3 separate regions of the Mus musculus genome follow, and all the other regions are linked to region 1. The links are chromatin contacts, called in public HiChIP or PLAC-seq and Micro-C maps. All regions are on one chromosome and are shown on one strand. Each heading gives the region's core, a stretch centred on a gene start, on an enhancer-like site or on the middle of the called end of the contact. The rest is flanking DNA. Distances are from core to core; before and after follow the strand shown.

Region 1 (4,270 bases), core at 1,109-3,608:
TAACAATGCAGCAGTCTCACTAGCAGTGCTTTTAAATTATTTTTAAACTGTGACAAAACACATAAAACTTAGCATTTTAACCACGTTGTGTACAAGTCATTGCCATTAAACACTTGTGCAACCACTACCACCGTCACCTTCAAATATTTTAATAAGAAAATATTTGACTATTAAACATCAGCTCTTCCTTCCCCTCCTGCCCCTGGTACCCACCTCTCCTTTGTATCCCGTGAACTGGATCTTTCTGGGGACCTCAGATGACTGGATTCAGACAGCTTTTTTTCTAATAGTATTTTTTTGTAACAGGGAAAAATCTTAGTAGGAACCAAAGATGGTGAAATAATTGAAGTTGGGGAAAAAAGCGCTGCTTCAAACATCCTGATTGATGGACACATGGAGGGGGAGATCTGGGGCCTAGCCACACACCCCTCCAAGGACATGTTCATCTCAGCCAGCAATGATGGCACAGCAAGGATCTGGGACCTGGCTGACAAGGTAAGGAGCCTACTATCAGGCTCATAGCAGGAGGAGCAGAGAGGGCCTGTGTCAAGCCAGAGATGGGGGTAGGTTGGTTCAGCATTGTTAGAAAGCCTACTAATAAAAGTCCCTCACACATGCCACCTGCACTCTCAGCAGTTCATTTGTCTGGATAGATTTGTAGTACGAAGCTCTTATAGCTTGAGCTCAATATGAAATAAAGGAAGACATGGAACCTTCTGACTCTTCTTGCCTCTACTTGTCCAGCACTGGTAATGCAGTGCTTGGGGATCAAACCAAGGGCTTCATGCGTGTTAGAGTGCATGTTCAAACACTCTACTGAGCCCCACATGTTGATAATTCTGGAATAATCAAACCGAGAGTTACTATCTTTTTATAAAAGGACAGGAGGAGAACGAGAGAGATACAAATGTTTGAGAGTGACAGATTTCCCGTCAGATTCCGGGAAGGTTGGGAAAGCAACTTTAAAGCTCATCTGGGGTAAAAATATAAGATATGAAGGAAAAAAAAAAAGGTCACTGAACCTTATCCAGCACAAAATAAATGCCAAATTCTGTTTCAAAATGGCTAGGAAAAACTTTGGTCACAGTTTTAATGTAAGGGTCAAAGAGCAGCCATGCAAACACATGCATGTGTTATATAGTTTAGTTCTAAAGCTATTAAGTTTACTAAAAACGGCTTCTACTCACTGAAAACTCACTGTATAATGGATGTTTCCTGTATGCTATTGTTAATACTTACAAAAATCTTCCAACGCTACTATCAGTATCCTTTCTGCTCCGTGGTAATGGCAATAATGTATACACACATACCCAACTAGAAAGTGAGGGTCCAGTCAAGATCTGGCTAGTAAGTTCGCATGCTTTTCCTTTAGCAAGAGCCTGGCAAAGCCTAAGGCCTGTGTCTAGCCAGCTGCCTGTTTCAATAGGTGAAGCCACATTTGTTACTACTGTCCACAATTGTCATGACAAAGCTGGTAATTAGAACACAGATCCTACAGTGCTCAATGTAAAGTTATGACAACATAACAGGCAATGTTTGCCAAACCCTGTCCTAAAAGGTGCTATCCCCCAAGTAGCTCTACTATGAGATCGCATTGGTGGCCTTTAGTGGGAGCTGAAGTAGTCTGATTTCCCTGTCCTGATGATTTCCCCTAGAGATCAGCACAAGTGGTAAGGGCTTACATGTCTCTCTGTGTCTTCATGTAGAAACTGTTAAACAAGGTGAACCTGGGCCATGCGGCCAGGTGTGCAGCCTATAGCCCTGATGGGGAGATGGTGGCCATTGGCATGAAGAATGGAGAGTTTGTCATCTTGCTGGTGAACACCCTGAAAGTTTGGGGGAAAAAACGAGACCGGAAATCTGCCATCCAAGATATCAGGTACAAAAAAATAAAAGATATCAGGTATATAGTGAGTGGTCTGAGCCAGAAGGGTAAGCGCTCCTGACATGGGTCCTTCTGGGGATGGTGGGGAGACAGAGCTGGGGGAACTGTGTTGAAAGGGTTGCTTCCACAGCAGGCTAATCAAGGGTACCTCCCACACAGTCTTTTTAGATATGGTGATAAAAATACTTGTAATTCTACCAAAGACTGCATAACACCATTTTTTTTCCCCTGTGGGATTAGATTCAGAAAAATTGTTTAATTTCATAGAAACTGGGGAGAAGCTAGGCACATGTCTTTGGGCTTGAGACAGAGCTAGCCCATCTTTGTGTGTCCAGATCTGCCTCCTCATGGACCTTGCTTTTGATTTCCCCCTCTAGAATCAGCCCAGACAACAGATTCTTAGCTGTGGGGTCTTCTGAGCAGACAGTTGACTTCTATGACCTTACTCAGGGCACAAGTCTGAACCGGATCGGCTACTGCAAAGACATCCCAAGCTTTGTCATTCAGATGGACTTTTCTGCAGACAGCAAATACATTCAGGTATGCTTCTCGTTAACTTGTCTCAGGGGCAACCAAGAAAAAACACTGTTTCCACATGAGTGCTTACTGTGTCCTGGGCACCATGCTAACTTCCAAGTACTATCCCTATTTTATAAATGTAGAGACAGAGGCTTGGATAATTAGGAAAGTAATTGTGTGTGTGTGTCTGTGTGTACAAGTCTTTTCGTAAGAAACAAAAACAAAACATGAATACCAGGGAACATATCCCCAGTCACCTTTACCCTACCTCCACCAGCTCATCATCAAAATTTCCTCATTTCTGCCTGAGGAGATGGCGCAGCAGGTAACTGTGCCTGCTGCTAACCAAGTCCAACCCCTCCCCCTGACCCACATGATGGAAGGAGAGATCTGATCCCTACAATTTGTCCTCTGGCAAGTACCACAGCAGGCATTTGCATGTACGCACATGCACCGGAGGACTAATTTCAATAAGTTTTAGAAAACTTCCGAATTTCTAGTTCTTTAGGTCTGCACTTCTAAGCTTGCTATTGTTTATTCTCCAAATTCTATTGGGAAGTATGGCTGCTGCATTCCAGAATGGGCTGGAGACCTCACGACTGGGTCTCTGCACAGCTGAGAGGCAAGATCAAGGGGTCCTACCTTTGGGACTTGTGGCTAACAACAGAAGTTACTTCAGCATTCAGCATCTGTGAGCCTGGAAAGAGGAGTGCTTAAGCCAGGCGGTGGTGGGGCACACCTTTAATCCCAACACTTGGGAGGCAGAGGCAGGCAGATTTCTGAGTTCAAGGCCAGCCTGATCTACAAAGTGAGTTCCAGGACAGTCAGGGCTACACAGAGAAACCCTGCCTCAAAAAACAAGAAAGAAAAAGAAAGGAAGGAAGGAAGGAAGGAAAGGAAGGGAGGGAGGGAGGGAGGAAGGAAGGAAGGAAGGAAGGAAGGAAGGAAGGAAGGAAGGAAGGAAGGAAGGAAGGAAGAAGGGAGAGGGGGAGGAGAGGAGAACCTATATTCATTTTTCAAATGTATCCAACAAAGCCTCAGCTAGGCAGGCTTTTGGATAGATATAGTATGTTCATTTCTTCTGGAGCTTATCACACTTCCATGGAGAAGGCAAGGACTGACAGTCAAGGCAAAGTGTAGCTTGTCAGGCAGCATCTGAAGAGGCACTCAACTTAGACCTGCCTCCCTTCTAAAAAAGCATTCGTTAGGCTGAGCAATGTCTGCCCTGTAGGAGGGAGTTAACAAAGGGGGCAGGATTTCTGTCCCAAGCCATCTGCATTGAAAACCTGAGGTGGGAAAGATTTAGGATCTTTCCATGAACTCAAGGAAAACCCTGGTGACATGGGTAGAGACACCATCCCCATGGGGAGAGAAGAGACCTAGGATGTAAGACACTGGCAAGTGTCCTTTAATGTGAAAACAGTGGCCAGTTTCCTTTAGGAGACTCCAAGAGGGCACTTGACATGTTCACCATCCCTCGTGGTGGGGGTAGAAATGGATAGAAGATACTCTGAATTTTAACATAGGCTGTTGTGTGTTGACAGGGGTTGGGGAGGTAGAACACACCCTACCTATGAATTTTAGCATGGGCTGTGGGGCAACGGACTGTTTATTGGCTTTGTAGCCAGGAGCTGAGTTTGGATTTAAAGAAAAGCGTAACTGGGGCAGAGTTAGTGTTGGGAAAGACAGCCAAGAGAGTCTGTGGAACTGAGGAAGCAGATGGACTCAGTTCCTCTCCTCTTGCAGGTGTCAACAGGAGCCTATAAGCGCCAAGTACATGAAGTTCCCCTGGGGAAGCAAGTAACTGAAGCCATGGTTGTTGAGAAGATCACCTGGGCTTCCTGGACAAGGTAAATGAAGAGAACT
Region 2 (4,270 bases), core at 519-3,018, 150 kb after region 1:
CTTTTGTGTTTCCTCCTGCTTCAGCACAAATAATTAAATTGTGTGCTATAGATGGTGTTTTAAAATGTTAAAATAAACAAACTTTAATTTGATACACACACACATATATATATATCAGAGATTACAATTGCTTAAAATTGTTTGTCTCTCACATACTATGAATTCTCAAATTTGCAACTGTTTATTCATATACTACTCATAAAAAAATGCTATTCCTTTAAAAAGACTGTCTTTGGACATTTAAAATTTTTGTTCTAGATGCTTGTATATCCCAGGCAGATTATAGACCTTACACAAAAATAACCGGCCATAAAATCTCATTCTTTACATCATCAAAATAGTAATGGCTTAAGGTAATATTTTGGTATTTTAAAAAAACGTACGTGTCGAATTGTAAAACTTTGTTCTTAGTGTCCTCCATTTCTACTTGTTTCCATATAATGGTGTTAATTCTTGAGGACCTATACTTAACTGTTGCAAATAGATACTCTTATTTCTGATTAATAAGTAAATAAATATATAAAATATACACATGTGACTATTGATACCTTTTCAGGCTTTCTAGTTACAACTACTCCACAAGAGAAACAACTAAAAGTGTCATTGCCTATGTTAAAAAAAATTTTTTTATATACTTGGTGTTCCAAATCAGACTAAAACAGATATTAGAACTGGCTATAGCTGTCAAGTATTTGACATGTTTTATCAACAATTTAAAGTTACCCATGCTACTGAAATTTTTTTTATATATTTCTCAAAGTCAAAGTATTGTGAAACTTTAAAAACTATAACTTCTTTAAAAACAAAGAAGGGGAGGAATTATATCCCCATGCACATTATTTAAATTACATTTTTATTTAAAAAATTTTAAAATTTGGATGTCAAAGAACTTACTAAATGCCTTACAGTATCTTAAAACTAGGTATACTCATGTCTAGGTGAGATGAAAAGGGTCTACTTATTGTCATATGGCTTGATCCTGAACAGGTACTTAATATGAGGAAGAGGACATGCTTGTGTTTTCGCCACAGAATGCTGCAGGAACATGACAGTTGCCAAAATGATTCCTGTTAGTTTGCTGAATGCTGACCTGTGAGTTTGCTGAATGCCCTGACTATGGTGACAAGAAAGCTGGGTATATGTTCTTGACCCACCTTTGCTTGCCTTTGTCCCAGATTAGACAAGCTAAGCTGCCTTGCTTCAAGCTTCTTAACCATGTAGGACAGAGAACATTAGAGACCGTGGAAACTGACTTAGAAAAATTAGTTATAAGGAGGAGTTATAATGATTCTTCTCTTTCCTTTTTTTTTTTTTTTTTTTTTTTTTTTTTTTTGGTTTTTCGAGACAGGGTTTCTCTGTATAGCCCTGGCTGTCCTGGACCTCACTTTGTAGACCAGGCTGGCCTCGAACTCAGAAATCCACCTGCCTCTGCCTCCCGAGTGCTGGGATTAAAGGCATGCGCCACCACGCCTGGCTTCTCTTTCCTTTAATGTGACCAGTTACTCTAACTCAATCTTGGACTGGTTTAGTAATAATCCCAATATCAGAGATTTCTATTATGAAGATAGCTAAACATCTTCATTAGCTAGCAGAGTTAACTTGGAGCTTAGCCTATTTACATGAGAAACAGCCTTTCTGTTGATACTCAAAGCCACCTGGAAGCCAGAGTTTGAGCTTGATCATTGCTAATTTGCAACTGAATAGAGTACCTGGACTTCCCCAAAGACAGCCTTTATCCTGTTGCTTTTGAACTCTCTTGACTTTGTATTTCAAGCAGGTCAGTCAACACCCTACAGGCTCCTCTTCAACAAGTGTGCAGGCTTCCTTTCAGCAAGCAGAGGTGGCAGAAATTCATCAATTGGAAGAAACATATTGAATATATATATTGTGACTTTGGTCTGATTGGGAATAAGGTGTGCTATGATCACGGGCCACTGAGATTTCTGGACTATTTCAAATTCTAAGACAGAAGTATGTGCCAAGAGGCCATGATTTATCAATAATACACCACAGAGCCATGTTTGTGCAAAATAAACACAAGCAAGCTACACATACTCTCCTTGATGGATAGAATAGTTCATAGAAAATCTAAGTTCCCAAGCCAGGCACAGCCGCCAGCCACCATAATTCCCAGGCAGGATTATGGAGCATAAATAAATTTTATGCCCCAGTCCAACTAATTTTTATTATATATTTAGAGAGGAATTGTAGCCTCCCACAGCCTTGAGCAGGCTGATTCAGACCTTGCTGCCACTGTGAATGAGACAACCTGGTCAATGCTTCTATTGTTCTGTCACCCACTGCTGCTCTTCTCCAAGACTCCGCTACCACTGAGAGGCTGAACTGTCTTTCTGAGATATTCCTGAGATAGCTGACAACCTGTGGAATTGGTGACCTAATGCTAATAACTCTGACAGACTAGTCCTAACAACTTAGCAACAAAGCCAAGAAACCTGGCATGGCAGGAGATGGGCTTCCCCTTTTATAAGCACAGACTGATAGTAAACATTGGGCCATGATCAAAAAATTTGTCTTGGTCTCTTTATTTCTCTTGCCATTCCCTCCTTTACAGCTCCAGCCTCACACTCAAAAACCCAGTTCGTGTGGCCCCAGGTGGCTACAACAGAGTACCACTAACCATTGAGAGATCTTTACCTGCTGGTCCTGGTCAGACAACTTCTATCTTTAGAGAATGTAGCTGGATGTTATATCACTCACTGCCACAGCATGTGCCATCAGAGCACAGGAGCTGAATAGGTCATTCCTTCACTTGGAGGACCACATTTGCCTTAACCAACCAGCCAGATAAGAGTACAGATAATTCTTAAAGATCTTTAAAGATAGCCAGGCATGGTGGCACACACCTTTAATTCCAGCACTCGAAGGCAGAGGCAGGTAGGTCTCTGAGTTTGAGGCCAGTCTGGTCTATAGAGTTCCAGGACAACCAGGGACACAGAGAGTCTCTGTCTGGGGTTGGAGGTCAGGGAAGAAGATCTTTAAAGATGACTATGGTTCCGAGTTCTGCTTCTTTTCTTGGAGTTCAGGCAGATCTTGGTTCAAGCAGTGAGAGCTGGGGAGTTGGGTGGGAGTGGGGGTGTCTTTTCTGAGGATTTCAATGTTACAGCTCTTTTAGATGATATTAAGTGAAACTGCTTGTGCTCTTTATTTGGGGTGAACAAGAGCTATATAAACCTTGGAGAGTAGGAAGGGATTTTTAGGGTGACTGTAAATCATTGGCTGGAGCTTAGCATACTGGGAATGCCTCATTTGCATGGAGAGACACTCTAGGAATCCCAGGTGCTGGCAGAGCAGGTTGTATCTGGAGAGAGGAAGTTGAACTTATAATTTTGTCAAGGATTTTGTGAGATTCCTTAGGTAGAAGGTTTAGGAGTTGGGCTTCCCAGATCAAGCCCTGTTAAAAGCTCAAGCTCAGGAAAGCTGTCTGGACATGGTAGATTACAACACTAATAGTAAGGTCCAACAGATGACTTCCAAACTACCAAATATAAACTTTATTTATAAAATATGTCTCCCTGATAGACTAGAGAGATGGCACAGAACTTAAGCACACATACTGCTCTTGCAGATGACTTGAGTTCATTTCCAAGTACTCATGCCCAGTGTGTTACCATGGTAACTCCAGCTCCAGGAACTGTGATGCCTTTGGCCTCTAGGAGTACTTGCACTTACTTTAAAATAAATCTTTAGGTCCTGGAGTAACAGCTTAGTGGTTAAGAGCACTTGCTGCTCTTCTAGAGGACCCAAGTTAAATTTGTAGCACCTACATGGCTCACAACCACCTATTATTCCAGTCCCAGAATATCTGAACTCTTCTTTCTGGCCTCAGCAGGCACTTCACACAGAAAGTGCACAGGCATACATGCAGACAAAACACTCATACACAATAACTAAAAATAAATATTAAAAACAAATCTTTTTAAAGTATTCCCCTGTATAACTTAAATTCCTCATACCCCATGTTAATTTTTTTTTTTTTAACTACAGTAAAGGCAGAAAACATTCTGGCTCTCCATACAGAGATGCTTTATGATTCACTGACAGTATTTCCTTCCAGGTCACTGACCTCACTTTCCTTTGGAGTTGTATCCCCTCTGTTGCTTTCTGAGAAGAGCATAAAAGAGCCTCTTTCAAACTATGGTTTGATTTGGTCAGTACAATGGCTTCCCAGTTTCTCACCTATCACAGCCACTTCCTTTCATCCTCTCCAGTGTGCTAACAAGTCACCTTTTACAAACCACTCTGCCTAAAG
Region 3 (4,270 bases), core at 1,131-3,630, 130 kb before region 1:
CTTCCATGTTGGGAAGGCTTTTAAAGATCAGAAGACATCATGGGGGGAAGATAGGAGAGGTCACAGGGGAAAGCCTATGAACTAGGGCAGCTGCAGGCTTTCAAAGCCTCTTCCCCACACAGACAAAAACAATCACCTAGTTCCTATTTTATAGAGTTACAATTTGTGCAGAGGCCACCAGAGGGCAGAAGCAAACCAGACCAAGAGAACAGCTACATAGCTGGGTGCATTCCACCTTTGTCTTTACTAGAAAGTTTATCAGCAAAACGCTGTCAGACTGTTGGAAAGATGTCTTTGGATAGCTGCAGTGTGGTACATTGCCTCAACATACAGAACCTTCTATAAGGTCACCTTTTATAAAATAAAGGCCCTGGAGGACTCTTTCTTTACAAGAAACATTTAAGTAAATGTATAATTACTCTCAGGCTGTGGAAAGGTCCTCTTCCATCTGTAAGGGCAGAAAGAAGTTATAATGATAATATTGGTATGCAGATATATAAATTAACATGTACTGTGGATTTGCTCTCTCAGGAGGAAAACCATATGCAAGCAAGAATAAAGGACAAAGAGTAGATATTAATGTACTCATGGAATATAAAAACAAATCCATACCTTAGACTACGTGGATAACCAACAAAAACTAGAAACAGCTTTGGCCATTACATACATGAAAATGCTAAATCTTATTGAATATGGACTTTTAAAAAATGAATATATTAAGATCTTATTACATTGTATCTGATGCTGACACGGACTCAGTGAGGGGCTGCTTCTAAGTTTTACTGTGGATGGGTAAATTTAGTCTTTCTGACCAAAAATTTGGCAGTATTTATTGATAGCTCTAGAAATGCCAATCCTCCCTAGTCCAGTAATTTCATAATGTGGAGTTTCTCCCAAGTGGCTTATGAGGACTGTGAACCAAGAACTGATTCATTGCTGAGTAACATTCCAATAGCAAAGCCAAAGTGAAGAAAACCTGAAACCAGCTACCCCCATGGTTAAGTAAAATACACAACATTCTTATGATGCTATGTGTGATCATTGTAAGTCATGACTTAGATGGCTACTTACTGATACTGGGAAATATTCAAAATGTGTTTCCCATGGGGCAGTCTAGTCTACTTGTGGCTCTGATGTTTTTACAGAGGAGTGGTTTTCATTATGGCGTTACCATGTCATTGTTCTTTGTTCTAATTCCTTCCTTCCTGCAAAGCCATCCCCACTGTGGCACCTTCTTGCCCTGCTGGCTGCCCAATTCCCTTTCCTGCTCTTATGTTACACATCAGGAAGTGCCACCACACTATTTTACTCTCCCTCCCTAACCTCTCCTCCCACTTATGACCACCTTTCCAGTCTCATGACTCATCGGTATACATATACAAATATAACATACTAAATCTAGTTCCACATATGAGAGAAAATGTGTACTTTGTCTTTCTGAGTTTATAATATACCTCTTATCCCAGCTCTTAAGCTCCATGAGCTGCCTGCCCTCCCTCCCCAGACAGATATTAAAAAGGCATTCTTACCTTTAGCAGTAGCAGTAGAGATTGGTGAGCCTGCATCAACAGTTCATCACCAACTCTGAAGAGATGTACTGGATCAAACTCTTTCCTCACCATTGCCCCCTAAATTTTTAAAATATATATTTGTTTAGAAAATATCATTAAACATTAAATTGTTGTCTCTGAGTAAAATTAGTGGATGATATCAAACTCTTCTCTTTTATACTTTGTAAGTTCTTCCAGGATAACAAGCATTGCTTACTTTTTTCCTTTCCTTGCATATGTTCATGTTCTAGTGAGTGAGTAGATACTCTCCTCAAGACTTACTTTCTCACTCTTGCCCCCAAACTATGGAGGCTCTTACTTCCAGAATTCACCACTGTTTCAAATAGTTGAATGAATGCATGCTCTCATCTCTGAAGTGGGTCTGCAGAGCAGTGCTTCTGCCCAAAGCTTTTCCATCACCATACTCTGAGAGGACCACCATCTTTCCTCTCCTGCAGGCACAAAATATTAGGATTGCCTCTGATTTTTCCTTCCATACATCCTTGCCCCTTAGAGTCATCTAATCTTGCTCTCCTGGGTGAGATGTAATTTCTTGCCCACTATGCCATTCCTGTTCATTTCAAGTACTGTAACTTGGCTTCCTATAGCTGCTCACTGGCCCCGCCTCTTGAGTATAATCTGAGTATGTTGTCACAAAAGCCTTGATTGTTGTTTCCGCACACCCTCATTTTTAGTTGCGGTTCTCAAAGCAGTGACCCAGGTTTCTCTGGTTTCTTATAGAATCCGTGTCTTTAGAAAAGTACTTCTGCTTACTCATCTACATTTGCATATGAAAGAGTAGCAGAATCTGACTGAACCTGTGCTCCAGGGTGTTGTGAGATTAAACACAGATGTAGAAGGCATTTGGAGACTGTGGGGCCTAGGTAGTGGCACCAGAGTTACACCAGCTCATACATTAGGAACTACATCAAGGAAAAATACTGGATTTCTGTATAACTATGGTGGTGTCCCTGCTGCCATCTACAAATCGTCCAAGCTTTAAGCTTGCCATCTTCCAAAAGATCTGTGCAAACAAAATGGAGAAGCCTGGGTGATTGTGTGCCTTTGTGACGTATCACTTGTATTTAGAAATATATGTCAGCAATTCTATAGTAAAAAAAGAAAAAAAAAGCAAACTATAATATTTTGGTTAAAAAGGAATTATTTTTATTGCCACTATGCTCTAACCAACTCCACCAACCAGCCTAGAAAGCATTTTGTAAAATATATGTACATACTTTAAAATGGCTAGGTGATATGTGTTATGCTAATATGAAGTTATTCCTAGCCATTTTTTCTTTATGTAGTACATTAATGTATACACACACACACACACACACACACACACACTACTCCATATCATATCACATCACATTTTCTATGTATGGTCTTATTAAGTAGTTCTGGATAGCCTGGAAGTTGCTATGTAGACCAGGCTAGCCTCCCGTGTGCAATGTTCCTCCTTCCGCTGCCTCCCAAGTGCTAAGATTACAGGCATGTGCTGTAGATGTGGCTTTCTCTTTATACTTATCTACATTTCTGAACTTTTCTGCAATCTATATTCATTTGATAAAAGACCAGTTCTATTCTGTGAACACTGGGGTCATTTAAATGCCATTAAACATTAACATTTTGAAATTTTGGAGCTTTTAAAGTTAAAAAATATCGTTGTGAGTTTTTCTTATGCTTCTAGAGTATGCAGGGGTTTTTGTGTTTCTCTAATGACACAGAGAAACAATTTATTTATGTTCAGTTCAGATAAAGTATATTCTGTAAAATTACTGAAAATACTAATAATGGAATGAATATAGAGTACTCTATTTCAGCATATATTTATTTTATTATTTCCTAGTTTTGGACACTATGTGGAAATGCCCTGACTGCAAAAAGAGGCATATTTGGCAAAACAGGAGATCTTCAGACTATCCTTTGCCTTGCATGTGCCAAAGAAGACATCACTTACTCTGGTGCTTTAAACGGTGACATCTATGTCTGGAAAGGGCTCACCTTAGTCCGCACTATTCAAGGAGCACATAGTGTGAGTATTGCTATATGGGGCTCTGAGATGATGTAATGAGGGATGATGTAATATGGATTGATGTAATGTGGATGATGTACTGAATGGGTTAAGGCCACACATCTCTCTGTTTCTGCCCTTTGCTTTACAGTTAGACTTCAAACAGTTGTATACACATACACATAAGCATACACATACACATATACATACACATACATACACATACATGAAATGATTCATGAAGATTTCTCACCTGGGGGGGGAATCCATACTAAATCCACCCTTCACCTTAACTTTAAACTAGCTGATTAGTGTTAATACCTTCAAATTCATTCACTGTTACCACTTTTAGTGCTGCAGATTGAACCCAGAGCCTCACACACTAGGCAAGACCTCTGTCATTAAGCTGCATCCCCAGACCTCATTACTCTTCCCATGAAGAAAACCTTAGACAACTCAGTGAAATAGTTTAGACACTTTAGAGTCTTCCCAGTCATCTACGGTGAAAGCCATTTGTCTTGGTTTCATTGCCAAATGACTCTTAAAATAATTAAGAGGTCAGAATTTGTCTTCATTCGTTAAATGATCTGCTGCCTCAGCAATAAGTTTCTCTCTGTCAGCATAATGTGACATAACAGCTTTTAAAAAATCAAGTAAAATAAGGGTCAAGGTATTTTAAATATGAAAAGGGAGTCATGCAATA

What was found. Hi-C and Micro-C count contacts between places; a contact is called where the count stands out from the background. HiChIP or PLAC-seq counts read pairs in DNA pulled down with a chosen protein or histone mark.
Region 2: an H3K27ac HiChIP or PLAC-seq map of embryonic stem cells shows a contact between it and region 1, with 7 read pairs. The contact joins two enhancer-like sites. A contact is called at or near these places in 1 of 115 datasets of contacts at active chromatin or transcription factors (embryonic stem cells) and 1 of 9 other capture datasets (liver).
Region 3: a Micro-C map of embryonic stem cells shows a contact between it and region 1, with 2.3 times the contacts expected there. The contact joins two enhancer-like sites. A contact is called at or near these places in 1 of 15 datasets of contacts at CTCF or cohesin (the NIH/3T3 cell line), 11 of 484 Hi-C or Micro-C datasets (bone marrow-derived macrophages, embryonic fibroblasts, embryonic stem cells and 4 more), 6 of 115 datasets of contacts at active chromatin or transcription factors (CD8 T cells, the NIH/3T3 cell line, embryonic fibroblasts and 2 more) and 2 of 9 other capture datasets (adipose tissue and liver).

Annotation. Positions count from the first base shown.
Region 1 is chr11:29,747,414-29,751,683 of GRCm38.p6, reverse strand. It overlaps Eml6 (echinoderm microtubule associated protein like 6), which reads left to right. Exons shown (of 42, transcript NM_146016.2): 36 at 307-495; 37 at 1,707-1,879; 38 at 2,263-2,425; 39 at 4,151-4,254. Among named protein-coding and RNA genes, the nearest start is that of Rtn4, 57 kb to the right of the region's middle. Within about 2 kb of position 2,358, at least 8 of the 459 cell types and tissues checked have an H3K27ac peak or open chromatin away from gene starts, as enhancers often do. A contact at or near this core is called in embryonic stem cells, where this site is marked.
Region 2 is chr11:29,594,764-29,599,033 of GRCm38.p6, reverse strand. No RefSeq gene overlaps it. Among named protein-coding and RNA genes, the nearest start is that of Gm12092, 49 kb to the left of the region's middle. Within about 2 kb of position 1,768, at least 5 of the 459 cell types and tissues checked have an H3K27ac peak or open chromatin away from gene starts, as enhancers often do. A contact at or near this core is called in embryonic stem cells, where this site is marked.
Region 3 is chr11:29,881,276-29,885,545 of GRCm38.p6, reverse strand. Eml6 (echinoderm microtubule associated protein like 6) reads left to right here. Exons shown (of 42, transcript NM_146016.2): 6 at 3,403-3,588. Among named protein-coding and RNA genes, the nearest start is that of Gm22588, 34 kb to the right of the region's middle. Within about 2 kb of position 2,380, at least 39 of the 459 cell types and tissues checked have an H3K27ac peak or open chromatin away from gene starts, as enhancers often do. A contact at or near this core is called in embryonic stem cells, where this site is marked.